Linked DNA regions of Mus musculus: all the other regions are linked to region 3. The links are chromatin contacts, called in public Hi-C and HiCAR-type maps. All regions are on one chromosome and are shown on one strand. The core of a region is the stretch at or near the end of the contact, and the rest is flanking DNA. Distances in the headings are between cores, read along the strand shown. Region 1 has its middle 22 kb from the start of Gm40816. Region 2 overlaps Commd1 (COMM domain containing 1). Region 3 has its middle 46 kb from the start of B3gnt2.

Region 1 (3,612 bases), core at 919-3,418, 140 kb after region 3:
TATCTATGGCTCCTGATTTCTTTCCTAGGATTTCTTTCTCCAGAGTTTTCTTCCTTTGTGATTTCTTTATTGTTTCTACTTCCATTTTTAGATCCTGGATGGTTTTTTTTTTTCCCCTTCACCTGTTTGGTTGTGGTTTCCTGTAATTCTTTAAGGGATTTTTGATTTTGTGTTTCTTTAAGGACTTCTACCTGTTTAGCTATGTTCTCCTGAATTTCTTTAAGGGAGTTATTAATGTCCTTTTTAATATCCTCTACCAGCATCATGAGATATGATTTTAAATCCAATCTTGCTTTTCTGGTATGTTGGGGTATCTAGGACTTGCTGTGTTGGGCATATTGGGCTTTGATGTTGCCAAGTAGTCTTGGTTTCTGTTGGTAACATTCTTATGTTTGCCTTTCACCATCTGGTAACCTCTGATGTTACATGTTCTAGCTGTCACTGGCTGGAGCTTGTTCCTTCTGTGAGTCTGTTAGCCTGTATCAGCACTCCTGAGAGACCAGCTCTCTCCTGGCAAGACCAGTGCACTGAGGGTTGTGGAACAGCCCCACCTCCTGGCTGCAGATGTAGGCATGTAGGACCTGTCCTAGAAGCTCTGCTGCCTGTGCTCTCCTGCACAGACCCGCCTCAGAGAGACATCAGAGAGAAAATGGCGATCTCACCTGAGTTCTAGGGTCAGAACCCTCCCTGGAGGCAAGCTCTCCTCTGGCAGGGAAGCTGCACAGAGGACTGAGGATCAGCTCCACCTCCTGGCTGAGGATGAGGGCCCCATAGGATTGTGTCCAAGAAGCTGTGTTGCTTCTTCAGCCTGAGCACTCCTGTGCAGACCTGCCTCAGAGAGACCCCGGAGAGAAAAATCAGTATGTTACTTTTAATCCTAAATTCAACTGTCACCCTGGGCATCATATCTATATAAGGTTTCTGGTGCGATGACTGACATGTTTGAATGTGCCCTCTAAGACTTCATGTGTTAGAGGCTTGGGCTTTTGTATAGCAATTTTTAAATTTTAGATTTATTTTTATTTTATGTGAATGAGTGCTTTGCATGCATACATGTATATTCACCACATGCATGCCTGGTGCCTACCGAGGACAGAAGACAGTGTTGGTTTCTCTGGAACTGGAGTTACAGTCAGTTGTGTGTCATTATGTGGGTGCTGGAAACCTATTCTAGGCCCTTGGCAATAGCTACACATGCTCTTAATCACTGAGTCATCACTTTAGCCCCTTATATAGCAATCTTGTGAGCCGGTATGGGCCTTTAAGGAGTGGAGTTTAGTAGGGGGTGTTGTCACTGGGAACATGCCCTCAGGAGAGATCACAGGACACTATGTTCCGTAGCTTCCTGTTTGGTGATATGATCTTGCCCTCCTGCATATACACGTGCCACCTGCCATGGATTCCACATCAGAGCCAAGCAGATGCCAGCATCTTAACCTGGAATTGTCTGACATATAAGTGAATCTCTCTCTCTCTCTCTCTCTCTCTCTCTCTCTCTCTCTCTCAAATAATGTCAGCCTATCACATGTATATTAATGAAGCAATAGGAGAACATACTGATACACTGATATGGACCATAAAGATAACAAAATACAGCCTCTAATATGTTGACTCCTCTTCAGTGGGCCATTCATGTTACGTAATAGTTGATCACTTAAAAGAACACAAAGTAAGACGTCACAGAGCCCACAAAGTGGATCTTTTAATTTTCTGTTCTTGACTGCTCATAAACTTTTATCTAATAAATGACAAGAATGTGTGTGTGTGTGTGTGTGTGCGCGTGTGTGTGCATGGGTGTGTGCAAGTATGAATTTTCTTTTTCTATAAAGTATGATTTATTTACTTTTTTAGTAATTCAGAAATACGTTTACAAGTTCTTTGATACTTACCACTTCAAAGTGGAACCAAATCCCCCCTAGAGAATGAGAGTGAGCTGTCTTTTTCATAGCATAGTTTGTGGAAGAATTAACAACATTTTCCTTTAGGACTCTCAAAACTGTCCTGGAAGGCTTTTTCTGCTTTCTCTTTTGCTTACTTGCTGGGGAAATGGAGCAGGGGTGGGGAAAACAGCAGTTGTCATGTGAGGATACCCAAGCAGTTCCTTGGGGAGGTCTGTGTGGCAAGGAACTGAGACCTTCTGTCAAAACCCATGTGGGTGAACCATCTTGGAAAGAAGTCTTCTGATGACAGCAACCTCAGCTGACTTTCTGGGTGCAGAAAAGATCTAGCTGAGCAGTCACTCAGCTAAATCACTGCTTGACTGGGACCATGAGGTAGCAATGCAGGGGCGTTGGTGTCCTTCTTGCTGACTTGTTACACAGTAGTAACATAATTATCCTTTGAGTAAAACCATTCTTGCTGGTGATTTGTTACAGATTATCCTTTGAGCAATGCTTACCTTTGAGGGATTTTTGAGAATTTGATAGAAATTATAGACCTCTTTAGGAAAAACATCACAAACATATCAGCATGTAACTCAATAGTTTCTGGGAAACCATAATGCTGTGTAAAGGCTCATTCAGTGGTCTTATATTTAAAGCTCCATCCTGAAATATGAGAACATTCCAAGGATGACCCCTCCCTGAGGATTACTAACAAAACATTTATATAATCCTGAGTTCGGTTTGTTTTTCTTTGACATGGAAGAAGCGGTTAAGAGGCACTGGCTTCCCCTCCTTGGCCCAGGTTCTTGCCACCAGCTCATCTCAGAGGGCAAAGGAGTCAAACTAGCTTTTCCCATGGTTCTATTTTATGACAGTTCTTGTGGAAAGAGAATCAGGGTAACTGGTGGTGTTTCCAGGGAAGACTGAAATAGTGGTTACTAGAAATACAGGAAGGAAGTGTGCTCTTAAAGATTAAAACTCCAAAGCAGACTGCGCAATGAGTTGGCTTCATTTATGTTCTCAGAGCACATGAGAAAATTTGGGGGAGCTCTGACTGAACTCAGTCTTTAGAACCCTGTGCTCTTCTGCTCTTCCCACCCAAGGTCAGCATCATAGATTCAAAGGAGAAGCGTCATTTCTCTGTTTTCTATTTGGGGGGACAAAGACTTCTGAGAGGACAGAGTCTGAAAGGGAGAGCAGTTAGATTTCCTCTCTAAGTCCAGTGTCTTCTGAATCTCTTGACACCATGATTTCCAAGCAAATCTAGAAAGTCTTATAAGGCTAGGGTCCGCTTCCTCTTCAGGAACCCCCAGGGTGATATCACAGTGTGATATCTGTTAGGACCATTACCCTGGGACTGCATCAGACAGGAAATATAACCCAGACAGAGAAACAGAGCTTAATAACAAGACAGTGGCTTCAATTTGGAGCAAATCTACTTTGAGGAAAGTCTATCTATTTATTTCCAGCCCCACACACCTCAGAGCTGTGACCTGAAGCATTGAACTTGGGCTTGGTATGTGCCAGGCGTGTGCTTTACTGCTGAGCTACGCCCCCAGCCCTGGTTTGGAGAAACTTTGAAGATCTATTGTTCTGGGATTCAGAATGAGGTTTAGATGTGGTAACATTTGAAAGCAAAAATATGAGAGTAAAAGTCCTTGTTGCTAAGGATGGTCTACTCTAAACTCAGGACTGGGGAAGTAAAGCTCATCAAAGAATGGAGGAAAAT
Region 2 (3,892 bases), core at 1,239-3,738, 140 kb before region 3:
ATGCTTCTTCCAAATGCTCAGCATCCTGTTTATAAAGCTATTTTAGTCACATTTCTGAAAAACTTAGTGTTTACTAAAACTGTTCTAAGGTACTTTCTCAAGTAAACAAAGTTAATTTCTAGGCTGTGGTTGTTATAAACCAGTTTTCTCGTATAGGGTCAGGTGCATAGGACACTGCAGTCACGTGGACTTGGGTCAGCCTATTCTGTGGTATGTTCTTGAGCAGGGCTTGACCATGTTTCCTGTCCTTGTATAGTTCATAAGCCGAGAATTATTTCTGTTTTCGTTCTTTGCTGTTTGTTTGTTTTTGTTTTTTGTTTTTTCGAGACAGTTTTTCTGTATAGGGTTGTCCTGGAACTCACTCTGTAGACCAGGCTGGCCTTGGACTCAGAAATCTGCCTGCCTCTTGTTTGTTTTTCGAGATAGTGTTTCGTTGTTGTTGTTGTTGTTGTTTTTGTATAGTCCTGACTGCCTAGAACTCACTCTGTAGACCAAGCTGTCTCTTCCTGCCTCGGCCTCCTGAATGCTGGGATAAAAGCATGTACCTCCCAGCTGAGAATGCTTTTTACATTTTTATATGTTTAAAAATGAGAAGAAAACTGCAATGAAGCTGATGTGGGCCTTTCTTGAATTAAAAAACTGGTATTAAATGAGAATGCATGACTTTTTAAATTCAATTCTAAGTTGGTTCCCCGTTTATGTTTGAATTGTGTTAAGAAAAGGATGGATTGACCCCAGATCAAGATACTGATTGAAACTCAACCAAAATAGCTTTTATGTTCTAGACAGAGTTATGTCAGAATAAGACATGCTGTCATGGAACTCCTGGTGAGCTGAGGATGTGGGTGCTGCTACTGCTTTCAGACTGTCGGTACAGGGGCGCATCCCCACACACATCCCAGAGTAAAATCCCAGAGTGGAATGAGGCAGAAATGGTACAGAGTTTCAGTGTCGTAAAAGAAGATGCTAATAGGAATATTTAACTCAATTCTAGTATAACATGCTCAGTAATCATTCCCTCTCCTTGGGGACTTGCCATGGAGCTCTACCTGCCCTAGAACTTATATAAACAGGCCAGATTTATTCTTGGCTATTTTCCTGACTTTATGTCCTGAGTGCTGAGATTATAGTCATGAGCCATCAGGCTAGTCTTAAAAGTAATATTTCTATTTCTATGTAATATGGCAATTAAGCAGTAAATGTGTTCAACTGTAATGTGAAATAATCTATCAGGATGATTGGGTGTTTGCCACACAATTTTAAAAAGAAAATTAAATTTTTATTTATTTTACTTTATCATTATCATTTTTGTTTTCTTTTTTACTTTTTTTTTTTTAATGTATGAATGCTCTCTCTGCATATACACCTGCATGCCAGAAGAGGGCATCAGATCCCTTCACAGATTGTCATGATCCACCATGTAGTTGCTGGGAATTGAACTCAGGACCTCTGGAAGAACAGCAGCAGCCAGTGATCTTCACCACTGAACCATCTCACCAATCCGTCCACACAACTTTTATATTAATAGAGACATCAACAACAGTAGATCTGTAGCTGTCCTTGGCCTGTGCGACTGCAGCTGCCCTCAACCTGGTTTGGTGTACCTACAGCAACATCTGGCCAAGGAAGGAAGCTTCTGGGATTCCCACTTCGCCTCAGCTACTTTTGTCCTCAGATTTAGCTTTGCATCATAATTATCCATGTGTCCAGCATTTGGTGGCTCCTTTTTGCCTATGGATAACAGTGTTACGAGTTTTGGCACACTGGTTTGATTTACACCACCTTCTCAACTTTCCTGCAAATTGTTAAACTAAACTAGTTGGCTTACGTCTAACAATACATATTTCTCACTTGTAACAGCTAAATCTTGAAAAGATGAAAATCACTCTCTAAGGGATATAAATAAAGCTTTAATAGCTAATCCTTGGGTGGTAACATTTTTATATCATTGATGGTAGAAAGAATCAGTTTGACTTTTTAATCAGCAGCAGCAGCAGCAGCGATGCCAGTGTCCATATCTGTGTGCAGTCACTTAGGACAACCAGCCAGAGAAACATGGCTCAACAGTTAGGACTCTTTGGCTCTCTGGTTTTATGGAAACTTAGTGCTTCTGACGACCATGTTGTCTGTGAAATGGAAACTAGAATATGAGACTCAATAGAAGTAATAGATGTCTAGGCTGTGCAGCATGGGCTGGATTGAAGACAGCCACAGACCACAGGCTAGCAGTGTGGGCCCAGTAGGTGCCATTGCAATGAGCAAGTATGTAGTTGCAGAGATGGGAGAGACAGAGAAGGTAAGAAGTTTGTGACTATGAAGAGAGAACTGGAGACAGGCTGGCGGTGAGGAACAGCCTGATGTGAGAGAGGCCTGCATTGCCATCTGAGACCATGGTGATGTCTCATGCCTGTGCTGCTGCTCAGGGTCATGTCTGGACTCACCAAAGACCATGCCTCCGGAGGTGGTGTTGATTTGCTACCACACAGTGGCGCCCTGCCCACATGGGAGAGCTGATCCTGCCCCTGCCCCTTACCTAGGCAGCCTGGGAGAGCTGGCTCTGGAGAGCTGGCCCCACTGATCACTGAAGAGCTGGCTCTGAGCCTTGCCTGGCCAGCCAGAGAGTTAGCTCTGGTGGTGGTGTGTGGGAGAACTAGCAGTCTGATCCATTTAACTACCACCTAGGCCCAGATTCAGGGCCGGTCCTACAGACCCACAGCTTCAGGATCTCCATGACACAGGGCAACAGCAGGCTATCCGAGAGGAGTCCTGGTGAAACTAAGTTCAATCAAAATATGTTCTGTAGCTAGGCAGCTAGCTTTGTCTAGTTATCTACCAAGTTCAAATATATTGCTTTTTCTTTTATCTTTATAGTCTATTGCATCTGCAGACATGGATTTCAACCAGTTAGAGGCATTCCTGACTGCTCAAACCAAAAAGCAAGGTGGCATCACCAGTGAGCAAGCTGCAGTCATCTCCAAGTTTTGGAAGAGCCACAAGATAAAAATCCGAGAGAGTCTCATGAAGCAGAGCCGCTGGGACAACGGCCTTCGGGGCCTGAGCTGGAGAGTCGATGGCAAGTCTCAGTCACGGCACTCAACTCAGATACACAGCCCTGTTGCCATAATAGAGCTGGAATTTGGAAAAAATGGACAGGTGAGTCCAGCTTCAATTTCCCTTTGTAAATTGTGTATTTTCATACACTTATTTTACTTTTATTTAACAGAGTTTGCTGAGGTAACCCTAAAATCACTTTTAGAGGTAGAATCATGTGAACATTTTGATGTTTTCAGTTATATACAGAGTTTAAAAAAGCAGCTACATGTCTTTGCAGTTGTCTCAAAAGGGCAGAGTCGGACAGTTTTGACTGCAGTCTCCCAGGCAATGATAGAGACACAAAGAGCAGGAGCCAAGGTTAGTGGGTGCACACCAAACCTTTCCTATCCTGTTATTTGTGTAGTCAATCCAGTATGGGAGGTGATAAGTCCTAATCTCTTAACCATATCGATGCATTGTTCCTAAAGACCATGTGTGCCATCTCTGGCCTCAAGCTCACAAATCATTTTCAACTGGATCTTGATTATTCACGAGCCAGTGCTGCTCACCTCTGGAGTCGCTAATCACATAACAGGTGGTTTTAGTGTCTATGCAGATTCTCTTAAAGCTATCCAGCTCCTGCTCCAGCTCCTGCTAAATCAGACTTCAGGTGGCCTGGCTTATGGTTTTTTGAGTGGGGAAGAGGGGAAACAAACTGGTAATTAGAGACTATCCAGACCACTGAGTTATCACATTTATTTTTGAAAAATAATCAAATAAGGGCTTTCATTATATCCTGCACTAGAAATGTATTTTCCTTCTCAATGGTAAGCACAGTCCCTTTAGCTGGCTGGTTTCT
Region 3 (3,564 bases), core at 251-2,750:
CTGGGACTGTATTAAAAGGAGAAATGAGAGGTTGGAGAGATGGTTCAGTGGTTAGGAGTGCTTGCTGCTCTTTTGGAGGACCTGGGTTCGGTTCCCAGAACTCACATCTAGAACTCCAGTTCTAGGGGATCCAAGGACCTCTTCTGGTTTTCTCAGGTGCCATGTGTAAGTGTGGTACACAGACAAACATGAAGGGAAAAACACTCATAAAATAAAATTAAACAAAAATGAGAACAGAGCTGAGCACAAGCCTTTGTTCCTCTTTATTTCATGACTGCAAGTGTCCTGTGACCAACTGCCTCAGGCTCCTGGTACCCTGACTTCCCCCACCATGAAGAGCAGTAGCCTCAGATTGTGAGCCAAACCTCTTTCACCAGTAGGTTGCTTTTGTCTGTCTTCTTCCCTCCATTCTTTTTAGATTTAGATTACTTCATGTGTTTGAGTGCTTTGCCTTTTTAGTGTGCATGGAGTGCCTAAGAGTACCCCTTGGAACTGGAGTTAGAGACAGTTATGAGCCTCCCCATGTGGGTGTTGGGATCCATATCTAGGTCCTCTGGAAGCGCAGTCAGTGCTCTTAATGCTGAGCCGTTTCTTGAGCCCTGCTTAGTTCATTGGCATAGGAAGGTGGATCTCTGTGAATTCAAGACCAGCCTGGTCTACATAGGCATTCCAGAACAGCTCAGACCATGTAGAGAGGTCCTGCCTAAAAACAACAACAATAATAACAAGAGGAGGAGGATGGGGGCGGGGGAGGAGGAGGAGGAGGAGGAGGAGGAGGAGGAGGAGGAGGAGGAGGAGGAGGAGGGCATTGCCGATAATGATTCTCACATTCAGTGTGTTGTCCCTACCTGTATTCTAACTCTGGGCGGTGGGGAGGGGCAGGAGGATTGCAAGTTTGAGGCTAGCCTAGGTTATATAGTTTGACTCTATCTCTAAAGTAAATCCTATGCACTCTTTTACCTTAAGAGTGCATGCATCTTTTGTGCAAAGTGCCAGACCTGGATTCTGCCCTGGCCTATCACAGAGGAGAAGACTCTATGAGGAGGCAGGACTACCAGCAGCTGCAGTTGTTATGACTAGCCTGCCTCTGACTGACAATTGAATCCAGGACTTTCCCCATGACATTAACTGGTTGCCTTCCCTCTCACTACATCTGGAAAAAATGATTCAGGTTGCAGTGAGCTAGCCATGTGATCCTGTGTGCTGAAGCACTTCAAAGTGGGAACGTGTGCTCTGGCTTTCCCCAGGTTCTGTGAAGTAAAGGTCATGGTGTTTGTGAAAATGTGCATGTACAGTGGTTGGATCATGGGAAAGGGTTTCAAAGGCTATGTCTGAGATAAGGTTGGCTGCAGGGAATGCTCTACGGAAGCCCAGTTCCACCCCTGGCCCTCACTGGATGAGGGGATCTGGAAAATCTGGTCCTTCCTTCCTGTCTGGGTCAATGAGCTCTGCCTTTGACTGTCACTTTCCTCATTTGCTGAGGTTACTTGCTCAAGACAGCACTCCACCCACACAAAGAGGGCAAGCACAAAGAAGGGTTAGGCCCCATGACAGTTTCCGGTCTTTCTCTATAATGGCAGTTTTTTCTGGCCACATGAGGATGTTTCTGAGCCTGTCTCCGCAGAGAACACCACATCTTTTTCTCAGTCTCTTCTGAGGTGGCCCGCAGCACTCAACACTAGTGTTTTGGTTTCAATCTCAGCCCTGTGTGCAGGTCAGTAAAGCCTCTCTGAACAGGAACAGAAAGTCCTCCTACGATGCTTCTTCCTATTAGTTTTAGTCCAACAAGTAGTGTAGAGAACAGAACTCATAGATGGTTAGGTGGTAGGCTAATGCCTATTTGCCTTCTGCATTTCCTGTGTAATTAGGATGTATGTCTATAAGCACAAGGACCAGTTCATGTAGAAGGCTGGAGTTCATTTTGAGGCAGAGCTTACCAAGGCTCTATGGGTAGGGGAGGGAGCTCAGTTAACCAATGGATGGGATGAGGGTTTCTCTCTGTAGAGTAGCTCCTAGAAGCCAGCCTTATCTAAGGCACTGCCTTGAAACCCTTTCCTGTGAGCCATTCATCACGTGCTTATGTTGGAGTGTGTCAGATGAACTCAAAGCAAGATGTGAGGCTAGTAACCACGCTGTTCTCAAGGAAGCCCAGAAAGGGTGCTGGAGAGATAGATGCATGTATGGCTTCAGAGAATTAAATGAATTAATAGCCATAGTATACGTAGAACAGGTGCCAACCCTACAGAAAGAACTATAGACTACTGTGGAAACCTGGATTGGGAGAGGTGCTCTTCCCTAGTGAAGAGCATACCATTGTCCAGTGCCAAATAGCCCTGAAAACATACATGCAAGTAACATTATATGGAGTGAACAGGATATATATAGGAATATCTATATACATATATGCATGTAATAACAGTTAATGAAAAAGAGGCCAAGAATTTGAGGAAGAGCAGGGATGTTGTATATGAGAGAGTTTGGAGGGGGGAAGGGGAAGAAACAAACAAAACCAAAACAAAAGGCAGATCTTTTACTAAGTAAAATGCAGGGCTAGATTAATGGCTCAGCAGATCAGAGTGCTTAACTGTTCTTGCAGAGGACCCAAGTGCTCCTCTCAACACATCAGGTGGCTCCCAACCATTTATAACTCTAGTTTCAGGGAATCCAATGCCTCCAGTCATATTTATGGTCATCTATGCTCATCTGTGCATGCCCATACAAACACATAAGTAAAAATAGAAAATAAATCTTTACAATATTAATAATAATGTAATTGTTGAAATGACTACAGATGGTCTTATTTGTGCTTTCTATCTATATGGAGTTTTTGCATCCAGACATTAACATACATTAGAAGAAATCTGGCAGAATATGTATTAAGTTGCATGTATGCATTAATGCAGAGTAGACTCAGAATGTTTCTCATTTGCTTCGTTTTTTTGTTTCTTTGCATATTGTAACTTTCCTTTTTTCACAGAATAGATGTAATTTTTTTAAAATCACCAAAGAGATATATTTAAATTTAAAAGCTATGATGTAGGGGGCAGTTTTGATGCTAAGGTCCTGTTCCCCTCTTGATTCTTGACCTGTCAGTAAAGAAAGCCATGGGCCAATTGCTGGGTGGAAGGGACAGACGGGACTTTCAAGTCCCTGGAGAAAAAAGGGAGCCACATGGAAGGGAGAGGGAGCTTACCATGCTTTGGAGAGAGGAGAATCTGGCAACCATGTAAGGTCTCAGGAGACGCTGTGGGCTTCTTTAGGCAGGTTGTCAGAGATGTTTATCAGAGATGATTCAACTGACCAACTAAAGTTTAGAGCAGATGGGAGGAGTGGAGCTATGATTAGGGCATGCTTTTCCAGGTGGGACATAGTAGCACCCAGCAATTGTGCCAAGAAGGCACATTGAAAATGAACAACTAACTGTATGTGTGTCTTTTATCTATGGATTCAAGGGAAGCTGGGATGGGGCTGGTAGTGCAGGGTAGCAAAAGGCTATATGCAGCGCTATGACTGTCTGGACATAGCAGCACATGGCTGTAATTCCATTGCTCAAAAAGTGGAGGA

Evidence for each region. Hi-C and Micro-C count contacts between places; a contact is called where the count stands out from the background. HiCAR-type assays count read pairs that join an accessible place to other places.
Region 1: a Hi-C map of bone marrow-derived macrophages shows a contact between it and region 3, with 49 read pairs. The contact joins two enhancer-like sites. A contact is called at or near these places in 1 of 15 datasets of contacts at CTCF or cohesin (large pre-B cells), 6 of 484 Hi-C or Micro-C datasets (bone marrow-derived macrophages, cerebral cortex, large pre-B cells and 2 more), 8 of 115 datasets of contacts at active chromatin or transcription factors (CD8 T cells, bone marrow-derived macrophages, embryonic stem cells and 4 more) and 2 of 9 other capture datasets (bone marrow-derived macrophages and embryonic stem cells).
Region 2: a HiCAR-type map of Th17 cells shows a contact between it and region 3, with 4 times the contacts expected there. The contact joins two enhancer-like sites. A contact is called at or near these places in 2 of 15 datasets of contacts at CTCF or cohesin (CD8 T cells and large pre-B cells), 15 of 484 Hi-C or Micro-C datasets (CD8 T cells, the HL-1 cell line, the HPC-7 cell line and 9 more), 10 of 115 datasets of contacts at active chromatin or transcription factors (CD8 T cells, Th17 cells, bone marrow-derived macrophages and 6 more) and 3 of 9 other capture datasets (adipose tissue, embryonic stem cells and liver).

What each region holds. Positions count from the first base shown.
Region 1 is chr11:22,674,482-22,678,093 of GRCm38.p6, reverse strand. No RefSeq gene overlaps it. Among named protein-coding and RNA genes, the nearest start is that of Gm40816, 22 kb to the right of the region's middle. Within about 2 kb of position 2,168, at least 24 of the 459 cell types and tissues checked have an H3K27ac peak or open chromatin away from gene starts, as enhancers often do. A contact at or near this core is called in bone marrow-derived macrophages and macrophages, where this site is marked.
Region 2 is chr11:22,955,672-22,959,563 of GRCm38.p6, reverse strand. Commd1 (COMM domain containing 1) reads left to right here. Exons shown (of 3, transcript NM_144514.2): 2 at 2,872-3,153. Among named protein-coding and RNA genes, the nearest start is that of Zrsr1, 14 kb to the left of the region's middle. Within about 2 kb of position 2,488, at least 60 of the 459 cell types and tissues checked have an H3K27ac peak or open chromatin away from gene starts, as enhancers often do. A contact at or near this core is called in Th17 cells, where this site is marked.
Region 3 is chr11:22,812,112-22,815,675 of GRCm38.p6, reverse strand. No RefSeq gene overlaps it. Among named protein-coding and RNA genes, the nearest start is that of B3gnt2, 46 kb to the left of the region's middle. Within about 2 kb of position 1,500, at least 106 of the 459 cell types and tissues checked have an H3K27ac peak or open chromatin away from gene starts, as enhancers often do. A contact at or near this core is called in Th17 cells, bone marrow-derived macrophages and macrophages, where this site is marked.